Linked DNA regions of Mus musculus: regions 1, 2, 3 and 5 are each linked to region 4. Evidence: chromatin contacts called from public HiCAR-type and promoter capture Hi-C data. All regions are on one chromosome and are shown on one strand. The core of a region is the stretch at or near the end of the contact, and the rest is flanking DNA. Distances in the headings are between cores, read along the strand shown.

Region 1 (2,700 bases), core at 105-2,604, 1.3 Mb before region 4:
TGTGTATATGTATGTATGTATATATATATATATATATATATATATATATATATATATATATATATATTTACAGGAGTGTACTCCAAAGCCAGTGGGAGACCTCTGTCTTATCTCCTTGAGACAGGGTCTCTTACTGATCTGGGAGACTTCAGGAGACAGAAAACTCTACCTGTCTTAACATTATTGAGCTATGGCACACGGCCCCACAACACTTGTTGTAGGTACTAGGCATTTGAACTAAGGTACTCATGTTTGTGCAAAAAGTGGCCTTGCCCACTGTGCCATTCCAAACACAGCTCTCTAATGCCCTTTTAAGATCAGGACCTTGAGCATCTTTGGGTTTTGGCAGCTTCAAGAAAGCAATTCCCATGGATTCCGAGGGATGACTAATAGGAGTCTGTGGTGTGGAAGAAATGCTATTAGATTTGGTATCTTCAGTGGTCCCCTGGGAAGGGCGAGACTACAGCAAAGCAGACAAAGTGGATTGCCCTTTCTGAAGTCGGTGCCTCTCCCCAGGGACATCATTGGAGCCTGTATGGCTGAGCTGAATTAGGTAATTTCCCCAAGGGTGCAGCAAACAGGAGCCTCCAATCTTCTGAAGCTCTAGCTGGTGTACACTCCCCATTCATAGGATGCTGGAGGATGTTGGTCCTGATGCTGTAACTAGAGCACAGCCCACGCAAGGGCAGAGGACCGGGGCTGCACACAAAGCTTGGTGCCGTAGAGATGCCGTGCCCTGGTTTATTGCCTCAGTGTCCCCATTACTAAACTGACAGAAACACTGAATTAACACTGGCATCAGATTGCAACTGTAGAACATTTTACAACACACAGCACATTTTGAGTGAATTTTTGATTTTTTGATACTTATTTGGAATCTCATGTCCACAATGACAATGAACAAAGGCACTGTGTATGCTGTTTTATCTGGGCATGTGCTGCTGTTACTATCATATGGCTATCACCTGTCTGTCATCCATCCATCCATTCATCCATTTTGAGACCAGCTATCCTTGAACTCACTATGTAAAGGCGGCTGATCTTGAGCGCTTAATCCTCCTGTCTTCAGACCGGGCAGAGTCTATTCAGAACTCTTTATGGGGCTGAGGAGGCCCATACCAAGCCCCTAGCACCAACCTTCTATGGGGAATGACTTTGTTTTAAGCCGTATGCCTTCCATAAAATTAATCTCTGGAAAACAACAAAAATAATAATAAAGCTCCCATCGTGACTTTTTACCTCAGTGATCCACAACACTGGGTGTGTGGCATTATGGCATTCTTTGAAGCTGATATGCTATCTCTTTAATTTAAAAAAAGAGAGCAGTGAGCTAGGTAGGGGGAGCTGTGACTGCCGCACTCTCCCGGCCCTGCGCTGAATGCAGTGGCAGTAACGCTGGCTGGGACTTGTTTGTTGTTGGTACAAAAGGCACACAAAGGCCGGACAACCAGGTTGATGATGGCCACCGTGAGACTCTGAGGGTCCCTCGGACTGCGGACTGCGTCTAGTCTAGGAACAGCTACATCGGGCGTTGCGACCCGCTGGAGCCGGGTGGTGCGGTCGCTGCTACAGCTGCTGCTGCTCCAGCTGGGCCGTGGACCACTGTCCTCTGCATCTTCGCCCCCAAGGAAGACAGAGCAGCTCTGGCGTGTAGTGCCACAGCGCACGGGTGAGGAGTTGCTACCTTGGCATCCTTGGGTAGGGTGGGTCCCGCTCTACCTCCTCATCTTAGTTCCAGAGGGGCTCTGACTGCAGGCTTTGTCTTTTTAATTTCCACTCCAAGTTGCAGAGAGTGGTCATAATGGGTTCGCTGCTGTTATGCAGAGTGGGGTCCGGACTATTGGTATTTATACAGTGGCATTCTCAGAATAGTTTATTACTTAATCTGCAATCGCTCTAATTTTAACCTCATATTCTCAACCAGCCAGTTCTCAGTTACCTTATTTAATAATACTCGAAAGCCTTATGACAAAAAAAAATTCTCCTTATTTCATTTCATTCCAGGAAATAATTAAATTCTTAGAAAGAGTTCTGTGATTTTAGCAAAGTTCTCTCCTACTCTGCTGTCCTTTTTTGCTTGCCTGCGTTTTTCTTAAAACAAGGTCAGTGGGGAGTATTGCCTTTGAGGCTGATATGCTGATAATTTTAGCTTTAATCTTACTCCCTGTGTCTCTGAAAATGGTAAAAAGCCTCTTCCATTTGAACCAGCCAGGATGGGGGCTGGTTCCAGGTGTTTTCCAAGCATAAGCTGCCACAACCCCATATTGGTCTCTTTACTCCTGCACCAACCAGTACAGAAGTAATTCACGATCAGCCCCCATTTATTTGTCTTATGACGAGTTTTACAAGCACCCACTGGCAGCCAGGTAAGAACTAGGACAGTGTGAGGTTCTCATGTTCACATCCCCTGAGTGTTGCGGAAGACTAACCAGCTCTCTTTCCTTTGCCTTGACAGTTAGCCCCATTCTGTGTGGTCCCTTGTCTTCTTTATCCTTGGCTTTTGGCTTTTGGCTGCCCAAGCTGCTCCCTCCCGCACCCATGATCCTTAAGACTCTGTCTAAGTCCCTTTCAAAGGAAGCAAGCTAGCTTACACCATCTTCCTGCGTCCCTGCTGTTGTGCTCATCCTGTGAGAGCAGCAGTAAGAACCGTTGACCGCTGTTCCGATGTTTCCCGTTCTTCCTGTCAGAAGAAAAGCTCAG
Region 2 (2,700 bases), core at 90-2,589, 1.2 Mb before region 4:
GTCTCAAGTCCACAAAGCATGATCGAGCAAACATTTCCCCCATTGGTTTAATGAGGAGACAGCCACAGAGAGCCAGCAAACCTTCCAGAATTCACATATATATTTACAGCATAGGACTGATAAACCACAGGGGCCCAGGCTTCCCAATTTGCCACTTCCCTGGGCCCTGCTCTCCCAGCACTGGGCTTTGCGGTCGGTCGTCTCTGCTAACTGTCCCTGGTGCAAGCCTGGGGCATAGCTGAGGAGGGGGCAGGTAACCATGCACTTCCACTGTGACATAGGACAACACTACACACACACACACACACACACACACACACACACACACACACACTGAAGTGGCAACTTAAGGGTTCTTTGGAGAGTCAGTTTTATTGGTCGGTGTTTTGCTGTGGCAAACACGTGAAGGAACATTTCCTGAGATGGTCACTGGTGAGAGGCTAAGGCAGACTCGTGAAGGAACATTTCACTGAAGCAGACACAGGAGGGAGGATGTTCTGCTTTAAACACACACACACACACACACACACACACACACATGAAAGGACATGTGGTGAAGGAGTCTTTACTAACAACACATGTGTATCAGTCTGCCTTACATTGCATAGCTGAGCTGCATTTGTTAGGACTCTGCGGACTCCGGCTGATTGAATGCAGGTGCTGAGGGCAGACATGTGCTGAGTGAGGCAAGGCATGTGGGAGGATTCATGATGCTTGCAGGGTATAAATAGGACGTGACAGAGGGACAGAGACAGAGCTTGGCTTGCTGGTACAACCAGCTGTGCAACGCTTGTGGGTCTCATGTCTTTGCTGATCTTCACTTCCCTGAAAAAGGCACAGCCAAGAACTTCTCCTGGTGTTCCCCCTGGTCCCTCCTGCTGACTTGAGCCGAGGCTGAAGCCTGGCTGTCTCTGCCAGATCGTGTCACTGCTGTTGCTTTGTGTTTGCTGTCCTGACTACTGAACTGGACTGCTAGTGTTTGCGAGAGGATCGACCTGCCACTGCCTGCTAACCTGTGAACTGAACTGCAGACAACACAGATGGAAGTTGCTCCAAAGAACCTTTCTAAACAGGTTCACTTCCCCCATGTCCTTTCTTTTCCACCACTTCTGGTGGGTGCTGGGCTAAAAAGGAAGTTAAAGCGTTTAATCATTAAAAATAGGATTTGAAAAAATTAAAGTTACACACAGGGAACAAATGCATAAGTGTACATAGTACATCCAGACTTCAAAATGACATTGTGATGGAGCGGCTTAAAAAGGCTTTGTGAACCATTGCCTTATTTGAACAGAGAAACAAGGTCCTGATCTGTGCAGTGTGCACTTGTACTGCACAAAGGCAACCAGCTAATACTGCAGCCTGTGGATTTATTGTAGACAGCCTGGAATGTCTGGCTTCCCACTGACTGAAGTCAAGCTTTCGACTCCTATTAATAAAGTTCTACAAATCATGGTGTAGGGTATATCTATTATACTACAACAGATATTCTGGATTTAAACCTTACTATAGTTGACCTTTGAAAGAAATTCATTTTTCCTAGTTCATTTTATTTTGCACTAAATTCTGTGCAAGCAAACACGGTGCTCCTGGCAACAACAGAGGACAGCTGTCATCTGCAGATGACTCCTGTGATGCCCATGCTGGGAAACACCGACTCACTAGGAAATGGAAAATTGATGTTGTCTGTGGTGCTTTTTCACAAGTGAGAATGAGGAGTGTCTTGGTAATGCAGATGCCAGTGTAGGAGAGTGAGCCCACTAGGGAAGGAATGTAACCTTGCACAGCCTTCTCCCTCACCACACTGTCCATGCTATGCCTTTCATCATGGCTCACTACAAACCAGCGTAAGATCAGCACACTGACGTCCTAGTGGGGTCGCACTCAGATGCCTCATCAGAGTGCGATAGGAGCCCCATCGTAGAACTCACCACTCCTTCACTACTCTGCAAGATGATGTCCATCTGAGAGAGGGCCTCCAATTTCCCAGCGTTAGCTTTAACATGAACCCCCCTTGGGGCATCCATGCTTAGACTCCGAGTTGGGGATTCTAACCTGAAATGAGAAAAAAAAAAAAAATGAAGGTGTCTTTACATTTGGAACTTAAAGCCATAGAGGAGGGAAAGGTACTTTGCAAAAATCAACAAAATGGGGACTGGATAAATGGTTCAATGGTTAAGAGCACAGGCTGCTCTTCCAGAGGACCAGGTTCAATTTCCAGCACCTACATGGCGGCTCACGGTTCTCTGTATCTGAAGTTCTAGGGGATCCAGAACTGCACGCCTGTGGCTCGGAGACAAACATGCAGGTCAAACGCTCATGTACATAAAATAGAAATAAACCTAAAAAGAAAAATCCACAAAACAGGCAGGTGTGTCAGCATTTTGGAGGCTGAAGCAGTAAGATCGTGAGTTTGAGGCCAGCCTGGGCTACATAGGAAGACCCTATTTTAAAAAAATAAGCCAACTAAACATGTTGGTAAAATTAAATAAATATTTCCAAGGATACAATAAAGGAGAAAAATGTAAAAGCAACATTGAAGCAAAATGGAAGCTTGGATGGAAGGGGCCGTGTAGATTTTTATATTTGTGAAGAAGTGTGTTGACTTAAACTTGATTAGAAACTAATTTTCTTCATGCATATGAAAATACCCAGCACAATCGCTAGAAGTAAAATCATGGGAAGAAATATGGGTGGGAGACC
Region 3 (2,700 bases), core at 85-2,584, 1.4 Mb before region 4:
TTTAGCCAAACCTAACGCAGCTTGGCGCTCCCTGTTTCCGAGTTCCTCCGCTTTACACTTGAAAGGCTTCAGTCCTAAATGCCTTTGCAGAGATTCCCTTGGGAATGCGAATGGCAAGGACACATGTGCGATAGATTCACATCTCCCGGAGGCCGGAGAATAAAGTAGTAATATTGCTAGGATTGCTAGAGAGGAGTTTTGCTCCGTAGGGTGGGGGGAGATAGGGGAAGAGAAAGGAAGGTGGGGTGGGAGTGAGGGGGTGTTAACAGAATCCCACCGTTTCTAAATAAAGTAAGAGGAGGTTTTCCAGCCCAGCTTCCAGCGTCTGAAACCCTGCTGGCAACAAACATTAGCGAGGCTCTGTTTTTGTCCTGTTGGAACTACTCACTTCCAAGTAAGATTTGCATGACAGATATCAAACTCTTGTGCAAACCGCGAAACAATTGCATCAAGAATCAAATTCAGTTTCACGTGCACGCAGCCTGGTGCTGGACTTGGCTTCAGGCATGCTTGCTGGGAGCTGATAGCCATTTTTCCCCCTTTGAACATGCGAGGAAAACGCAGTGAAAGTTCCAACCACACACGAACGCCTACCTGCTACTCGCCAGTGCTGTGCTCCAGACTCACGCTTTCCGCAGCTTGGTAGCACTTCCGCGCCAAACGCTTTTACCTTCCCAAAAATGTGTGTGGGCGCAAGCCCAGACAAACTTCAAATCCAGGAAAATGGATTACCCGCGCAGATCAAAGGCAGGCGAACTAGGAGATGGAGTGCCTGTAATCTGATCGCCGATCAGTTGCTGCGCATCAAAGGCAAGGCTGAGTTTACTCGCTACGCGCGCAGATCTAGAAAGTTCGCTACCGTCTGGTTCTTTTGTTAAACGTGGGCCACGTTGTTCTGCCCCAGCTCTGGAGAGCAGGCTTCCCCAGCCTGGGCTGAGCGGCTGGATCTGCAGCTCTCTCTCGCGGTGCCCCAGCTGGGCTGCCTAGTGCCAGCGCTGCTGCGCCGCATCCCTTTCATCTCGCTGAGTGGCAGCTCCCATGACATCATGCCGTGCCGTGGGGCTGGCCGGGAGAAGCCAGTCAGCCTGATTTCTAGTCGCGTTGGTCTGTGCCTCGCCCGCGACAGCCCTGCAGTGTGTCTCTTGGCTGGGAGGGACACACCAGGACTGCTCTGGGCCTCTGTGCTCCGGGCCTGTAAGGTCCTGGATCGTTGCAGGTTCCAGTAGACAGCATCAAGCCGCTGCCTGTGACAAAAAGCACGAAGTCCCTACCAGAGCAGGGTAGTCCGAAACGCAGCAGAGCGGCACAGCAGTGTTTAATTAGGCCGTTTCTCCGAACACCTGCCTTACACCGCCAGGGTCACAGGCAAACGTTTTAAAAAGCTTGATTCCCCACCCCCAACCCCACGCGCGCGGCTCCCCACCCCAACACACACATACTGCGACAAGTCTTTAAGAATTAGTAAAATGTCTTTTCCTGGTGAAAGTATTACAGGTGGCGCCAGTCAAGTATGGCTTTCATTGAGTGAAGGAGTGGATACTACAACTTACAGAGATACCGCCACTAGCTCACTGGACACCTGGGTCAGAAGCTTGTTAATCTAAATTTGGGGTCCTAATAAAACAACAACAACAAAGGATGCCTTCCTTCTGAGTTGCAATCATGGATACCTCTAGCGACTCCTAAAAGTCACAGAAAGGTGACTTAGAGGAAAGCATTTGCTTGCAATCACTCCACAGCTTCTGTCCCAGGCAAAGCACAAATCACAGTTTGGATCCAGCTGAGAAATCGCCACCTTATTTTCTGTACTGTAAAACGGAACTTAGTGTCCGTTGTTTAGAATACCCACGAGGCTGGTAAAGCACTGTGGTCGGAATGTGGCATGTTTTTGAACATGGAGCTGTTTATTCTGGGAGAGAGAAAAGATTTCCATTATATGATGGAACTGCATCTGTTTGCAGAAGGGCACTGAAAAATATCATCTGCAGCACCCTTAGAGGAACCCACTTCCTTCCTGTGACTTCCTTCTCTTATCAGTTGCATCTCATTTTTCCTGGTGTGATATTTAAAAATAGTTTATGCCCTGTCTATCTCCAGCTGTCTTTGATTCCTGTGTAAATCTTGATGGCAAAATACTTGGTTTGTGAGTTCATTGTAACACTTAAATAGATCTATTTGGTTTCCAGTATTTTTCCCCAGTGGGAGGTGGAGGCTGAACCCCAGGGCCTGTTCATGCCCTCCATCTCTGAAATGTCCCTGAGACACATGGGGCTTACTTTGTACTTGTTTGTTTTCTTTTTCCTTTTCGAGACAGGGTCTCCAGTGTCATGAGCTGGCCTCAAAAGTGCTGTTTATTCAAAGACAGCTTTGAACTCTTGATCCTCCTAAAGGCTGGAATTACAGACATCCACTGCTACATTCAGTTTATGTGATTATGGTTTCTGAACTTAGGGCTTCATGCATATTAAACAAGCACTCCACCAATTGAACAATGTACCCAGCCTCACATCCTTCAAATGAGCAGGCATGCTTTTGCATACTATCCCAAGACACCTGTACCTACAGAGCTCCTGAGCTCCAAGGACTCATGAAATCAGGGGCAAACTATTTCCAAGAAGGCTGACTTTTCTCTGAGGTAACCCAGATGTTCCATGGTCTAGGGTCCATGCCCAGAGCCTTCATCAAGTTTGCTGTTCCAGA
Region 4 (2,700 bases), core at 82-2,581:
GAAGCTGCCTCTTCACTCCAGAAGAGTGATTTTGTGTACTTGCAAAAGCTAGAAGACTCTGTGCTGATTCTCTGTGGAGAGGACGTGTGGTCCTGAGAAAATGTCTCCAAGATAGATGATTTCCATAATTATGCTTCCCAAACCTTCCCACCACATTCAGCTGACAGCTCTTTCGGCCCTGCCAAGTGTACTTGCTCTGATCCCCCCCTCTTACAGCCCTCAGCCCCCTCCCCGCTTTTACAAACACACACAAACACTCATGCTCACACTTCACAATAAGCAAATGGTTAAAAAAAAAACCAACTCCCTCTTTCTTTTTCATGAAGCAGATGGTAGGTCTCAGGAACTTGGTGGAAATTAGGCTTTCTGATTTTCTAATAAATTTTAGCATCTCACATAAGAAGCACGAGCTCATTTTCATTCTGATGTTAAGTACCATATGGCCCATCATCCAAGGAACGTGGCAGCTTCATACCCAGAGTGATGTGGAAGGGAGGAGCGTCCCTATGAGGCCAGTGTGTATAAACCAATCGGATTCCAGGGTGAATGCCTTTTGATAATAATATTGTATATGGCAGAGGACTAATTATCCCTCTTTTATGGTATGTGTTAATTTTCTCTGCCAGTTTCCCTAATTACAACTGCCACCCAAAGGACTACTCTTTGTAAATACTCTGTAAACATTTGAAAAGACACAGACAGCGTGTGCATGAGGAAGGCTGTCCCTGGCTTTCGAAGCTGTCTGCAAGATTAGCTGGCATCTCGTAGGTTTTTCAGATGCATTAGCAGCTGGGGAGGACTTGTTACTGTATGGGAAGACACCCCTCCGTTCCCATGACATCACGGGCTTCCCTGTATATTCTGGGATCATTGTTTTGAGAGACCAGTTTTTTGGCTTTTTGGGGGGTTGAGAGGGTTTTATTATTTTGTTTTGTTGTTTTGTTTGTTTGTGACTTCCTTTGTTGCTCTGAAGTGAATAGTCTCACAAATTACGGCAAACATATATGCTAGCATAACTCATACCCAGATATAAATGGAGTGTCTGCATTGTCCAGCAAGTTCCCTTGGTGCCCCTATTCAGCCACCCCCAACCTCTCCCACTGCGCTCCTCACTGTACCTGTAGATGGGTTCGCTTGCTCCTAAACTCCGCTCGCAGAGGCTCATACAGCACACCGTCTGCTGTGTCTGACATTTTAACTTTTAGCGTATACTCAGCACACAACACTTCAGACATCACCATCCTTTCAATTAGACAGGTGTTTGTAAATACAACCTCATCACACACACACACACTTCTGATTACATGTAAGCTGACCCAGCAAGACAGACTTAGCATCCTGTGCGATGAGAAACAAGCTTTCATTGTTTAGAGGATACCACATGCTTAAATAAGCTTTAGCTATTGGTTAAGGAAGCAATGCTGGACAAGGCATCTCGCAGGGGCAAGGATCTGCGCGGGCGGAGAAGTCCCACCCTTCTCTGGTTTGACTGACTGTTTTCCCTTTGCATCTGTGTAGCATTGTACGCTATCTGATTGACTCCCCTGGCGTGGCTAACATCTCACTGACAGGTGGCTAAGTGGGGATAAGTGGGCTAAAGGTAAGGCTGGGGTAAAAGCCAGGCTTTCCAGCCAGTCACCATGGGACTGGCTATTGGCCTTGCCATTTGGAACACTGGGGAGGGAAACTGTTCTCCATAGTAGACTGAGCAACAGGGCAAGACCCTGTCTTTAAAAACAAAACAAAATGAAACAAGAGTGTCGGGAGAGCAGCGTTGTGATTGGTGCTTGTAATCTCTAGGACAGCTGAGGCAGGGGAATGGGGAGCTCAAGGCAGTAAGACCCGTTCTCAGAAACAAACAATAATTATTAATAATGATGATAATGATAAATACAGTCTGAAACAAAGGCTCCACATTTCTTCCAGACCTATCTCAATAGTTATTAATTCAGCATGCAAAAGTCAGAGGAGCCAATCCCAGAAGACAGTCCATCCCCCTAAACAGCCACAGCGGACAGCCGTGCTTTAGACCCATCACAACAGCTACGGAAATCATTTGCTTTTAACCACACGCTGCGCAGTACTGGGTCCCGCACATTCCTCCTGGTTTAGGATAAATCACACAAAACTGCTGGGTTTTCACCAGTGGGTGTGAGCAATGTCATTAGATTCTACGTAATTTCCTTTCCTCCTTACTGTGACCCTGTAAAGTTGGTCCTCTTACCATTAACTCCCTCGAAAGACAAAACAGTGGTGCAGAGAAACCAGAGGTTTTCTTGTAGCTGCCACACTGCAGCAGCTTAGTGAATCAAGTGATATCCCTTTTCTAGGAAAGTCAATAATACTTGACTCTTTCAAAAATAAATGAGATGGATGGATGGATGGATAGATGGTAGATAGATAGATAGATAGATAGATAGATAGATAGATAGATAAAAGCTCTCTCAATCAGGTACACTGGAAGATGGAGTTTTGATTTGCATGTGGACCGGGACTTGGGCACTTACTCCTTTCATTTCGCATCAGCGCCTTCGCTTGGGATCCAGAAAGCCAGAAAAAACATAGGCTTTTTCCACAGTGAGGACGTTCACCCACGAGCCCAGCTCGCCTCCAGGCGGCGTGAACCTGCTCTACCTCATCCTCTCTTCAACTTGCTTTTTAAAATTTCAGTCGGTGGCCGACCAGGAATTGTTGGACGCG
Region 5 (2,700 bases), core at 186-2,685, 1.1 Mb before region 4:
GGTTGCTTCCCCATAGCTGAGTAGATGGAGCCTCCTCCCCTCATCCTTCCCAACCTACATCCTCTAGCTCATCCCAAAAGACCCCACCGCCACATGCAGTTAGGGAAGAATTGCAAACAGCTGGTTGGGGATGTGTGTGGCTGGACCTTCCCTGCCCTCTCCTCCTATGAAGAATGGTAAACAGCCAATAGGCCCAACTGCATAAGCTTTTGACCCAGGCTCAACATAATCCCTGTTCTACACGTATACATATATATGTGTTTGTGTATATACATATACATGCACATATGCACGCACACCCCTTTGGAGGGTTTTTTTTTTTTAATTTAGAATTATACTCTACAATTTAACACACACGTGGTTCTGTCTAACCAGAGGGACTCTCTGAAGTCTAATGCCATTTACTTGGGAATAGCCGTACACTGCAATGTGGATACATGCAGCAGAGGAAACTGTGTTTATTCAAGGTGGATTGAGGCAGGTGAAAGGTTTTGAAGGAAGAAATGAGGAGCCATGAGCTGCAGAGATGGCTCTGAGAACCAAGTGCCTGTCGTACAACAGAAGGAGCATAGCACCTTGTGGAAGCTGGGCAGTGTCATCACCTGTAACCCAGCACTGGGCGGCCAGAGGACCCCAGTCTAGACAAATGAATGAGCACCACAGAGGTGTCTTAGGAGAAGAGCCTCTCCCTATGCGGAGGAAAAGGCTGAGGTCCAGGTACACAGACATGCACAGGGCCGTGAGGACACCGAGAGACCCAGTCTCAGAAAATACAGTGGAGAGTAACTGAAGACCATGCCAGAAATTGACCTATGGCCTCCATATGCATGCACATGTACATACATGTGAATATACACCCACACAAACATGTTCATGCACCACATGTACACATACACATGAACACACACAATAGGAGCATAACTATATGAAACCATCTTAGGCTGCAAAGGAAAATAACAAGGGTCGTACTATTCCAAAATTAAACAGTTGTTGGACAGACATCTCTGTAGAACCAGTGTGTGAGAGCGTGTGTGTGTGTGTGTGTGTGTGTGTCTGTGTAAGGTTGTGGTTCTAGCAGAGTCTTTTATGAATGCTTATCAGTCATGCACGCACAAGATCTGCTCCTTTATGTACTTATTAATTATTGATTAATTCATTTTTTCCTCCTCCTTTTTTGTTTGGGCTTGACAAGTCACTCCATTTTGATTCTGACAAGCTTCACAGTTTTGCAAATCAAAGAGTCTCCCAGCACCAGAAAACCACTGCTGCCCGTGCTGGGTGGCCTGCGCTTCAGGATTCCCAGGGAGATCACAGGAGTCAAGGAAAACAAGGAAGGGTGACACAACTCTGAACTTGTGAAGTCCCTCAGACTGGGGAAACTGGTGCTGGGCGGGGCTCCACTAACAACGGAGAGCTGAGATGTCTTGAGACACACCCCCAATATGGGAGGATGTCTGCCCTAACCACTCGAGAGAGGAAGCAAAAACAGGACAGATTGCAACAGCCACTACACTTCCTTCATATCCTGCTCTTGGGACATGGCGACCAGCAGAAAGAAGCTTGATTGTGGAGAGGTGCCCTAGCGGAGGGATGTCTGCCACAGTCCAGGCAACCACAGAGGTAACTCTAACTCTTGCTCTTTTTCTCAGGGCAGAAGTGAATGAGGTTCCTTCCTTTCCTTCAGTGATATCTGATGCACATACTCCTAAGAGTGCTATGGTCCACCTTCTGCCTCTCTAACTTTCTCCTAAGTTGTAGATAGTTCTTAGGCCTTCATGGTTAGAATTCTTTAAAACACACACACACACACACACACACACACACACACACACACAAACATGCACACGCACACAGTATTCTAGAGGCTTTTTATATGGTGTGGAAAAGTTCTTGGCTCTGACTCAAATTTGCCTGAATCAGCAGTGGTTGTCAGTAGGTACTGGAGAGACCAATGTGCAGGTCCTGGGAGGAGTTCTAAGAAGTTAGCATACCCTGACCTGGCTTCTCCACTCTCTGGAATGCAGTGTGCTGCCACTTCTGAGTTTAGGCCCCAGGAAGGAAACAGGAGGGTCAGAGACCACAGAGTGAGAAATGAAAATGCCTTTCTGCAGCCTCTCCTGAACACGGTTGGTCGGCTGCTGCTTCCTTCGCCTCTACTTTAACTACTTAGGAAGGACGCTGGAGTTCTGCATCTTCAGGTGGTTCTCCGCCAGCACCAGAGGCCAGTCAGCTGCTGTTGACTCACACTTCCTCACTTCCTGGGCTTTTCAGGGTCCAGCCTGGGTCTGAAACCCTTCCCTAAAATGACTTGTTTTGTTCTAGGGTAGGAGCTCAGTGCATGCATGCATGGATTTGCATTTCTTCAGAAAAGAGTAGCTGATGTGCGTCCTCAGCCTTTCTGCAGGAGGATTTACTAGGGGCCATCATGGGCTCTGTGAATTCCAGAGGTCACAAGGCAGAGGCCCAGGTGGTAATGATGGGCCTCGACTCTGCTGGCAAGACCACAATTCTGTACAAACTGAAAGGAAACCAGCTGGTGGACACCCTACCCACTGTTGGTTTTAATGTAGAGCCTCTTGAGGCTCCTGGACATGTGTCACTGACTCTCTGGGACATTGGGGGACAGACCCAGCTCAGAGCTACCTGGAAGGACTACCTGGAAGGCATCGACCTCCTTGTGTACGTGCTGGACAGCACAGA

Evidence for each region. Promoter capture Hi-C pulls out the DNA fragments that hold promoters and counts their contacts. HiCAR-type assays count read pairs that join an accessible place to other places.
Region 1: a contact with region 4 is called in a promoter capture Hi-C map of hematopoietic stem and progenitor cells, with 4 times the contacts expected there. The contact joins the promoter of Sacs here to the promoter of Gucy1b2 in region 4. A contact is called at or near these places in 7 of 39 promoter capture datasets (the 3T3-L1 cell line, embryonic stem cells, frontonasal cranial neural crest and 4 more).
Region 2: a contact with region 4 is called in a promoter capture Hi-C map of hippocampal neurons, with 5 times the contacts expected there. The contact joins the enhancer-like site here to the promoter of Gucy1b2 in region 4. A contact is called at or near these places in 10 of 39 promoter capture datasets (the 3T3-L1 cell line, the C10 cell line, the HPC-7 cell line and 6 more) and 2 of 9 other capture datasets (adipose tissue and liver).
Region 3: a HiCAR-type map of astrocytes shows a contact between it and region 4, with 2.0 times the contacts expected there. The contact joins the promoter of Tnfrsf19 here to the promoter of Gucy1b2 in region 4. A contact is called at or near these places in 1 of 39 promoter capture datasets (hippocampal neurons), 2 of 115 datasets of contacts at active chromatin or transcription factors (astrocytes and large pre-B cells) and 2 of 9 other capture datasets (adipose tissue and liver).
Region 5: a contact with region 4 is called in a promoter capture Hi-C map of embryonic stem cells, with 7 times the contacts expected there. The contact joins the promoter of Arl11 here to the promoter of Gucy1b2 in region 4. A contact is called at or near these places in 18 of 39 promoter capture datasets (the 3T3-L1 cell line, the C10 cell line, the HPC-7 cell line and 10 more), 1 of 15 datasets of contacts at CTCF or cohesin (large pre-B cells), 20 of 484 Hi-C or Micro-C datasets (B cells, the G1E-ER4 cell line, the N1E-115 cell line and 15 more), 1 of 115 datasets of contacts at active chromatin or transcription factors (embryonic stem cells) and 1 of 9 other capture datasets (embryonic stem cells).

Annotation. Positions count from the first base shown.
Region 1 is chr14:61,137,103-61,139,802 of GRCm38.p6, forward strand. Sacs (sacsin) reads left to right here and starts at 1,355. Exons shown (of 10, transcript NM_015788.2): 1 at 1,355-1,669.
Region 2 is chr14:61,223,267-61,225,966 of GRCm38.p6, forward strand. It overlaps Sgcg (sarcoglycan, gamma (dystrophin-associated glycoprotein)), which reads right to left. Exons shown (of 8, transcript NM_011892.3): 7 at 1,929-2,052. It also overlaps a transcript of Sacs not described here. Among named protein-coding and RNA genes, the nearest start is that of Sgcg, 34 kb to the right of the region's middle. Within about 2 kb of position 1,340, at least 9 of the 459 cell types and tissues checked have an H3K27ac peak or open chromatin away from gene starts, as enhancers often do. A contact at or near this core is called in hippocampal neurons, where this site is marked.
Region 3 is chr14:61,045,521-61,048,220 of GRCm38.p6, forward strand. Tnfrsf19 (tumor necrosis factor receptor superfamily, member 19) reads right to left here and starts at 1,335. Exons shown (of 10, transcript NM_013869.5): 1 at 595-1,335. All of the region lies in intron 2 of Gm41167 (a long non-coding RNA gene), which reads left to right.
Region 4 is chr14:62,454,958-62,457,657 of GRCm38.p6, forward strand. It overlaps Gucy1b2 (guanylate cyclase 1, soluble, beta 2), which reads right to left and starts at 1,332. Exons shown (of 17, transcript NM_172810.3): 1 at 1,119-1,332. The coding sequence starts at 1,241. It overlaps Gm41172 (a long non-coding RNA gene), which reads left to right and starts at 1,510. Exons shown (of 3, transcript XR_874685.1): 1 at 1,510-1,600; 2 at 2,671-2,700.
Region 5 is chr14:61,308,318-61,311,017 of GRCm38.p6, forward strand. Arl11 (ADP-ribosylation factor-like 11) reads left to right here and starts at 1,436. Exons shown (of 2, transcript NM_177337.3): 1 at 1,436-1,620; 2 at 2,323-2,700. The coding sequence starts at 2,426.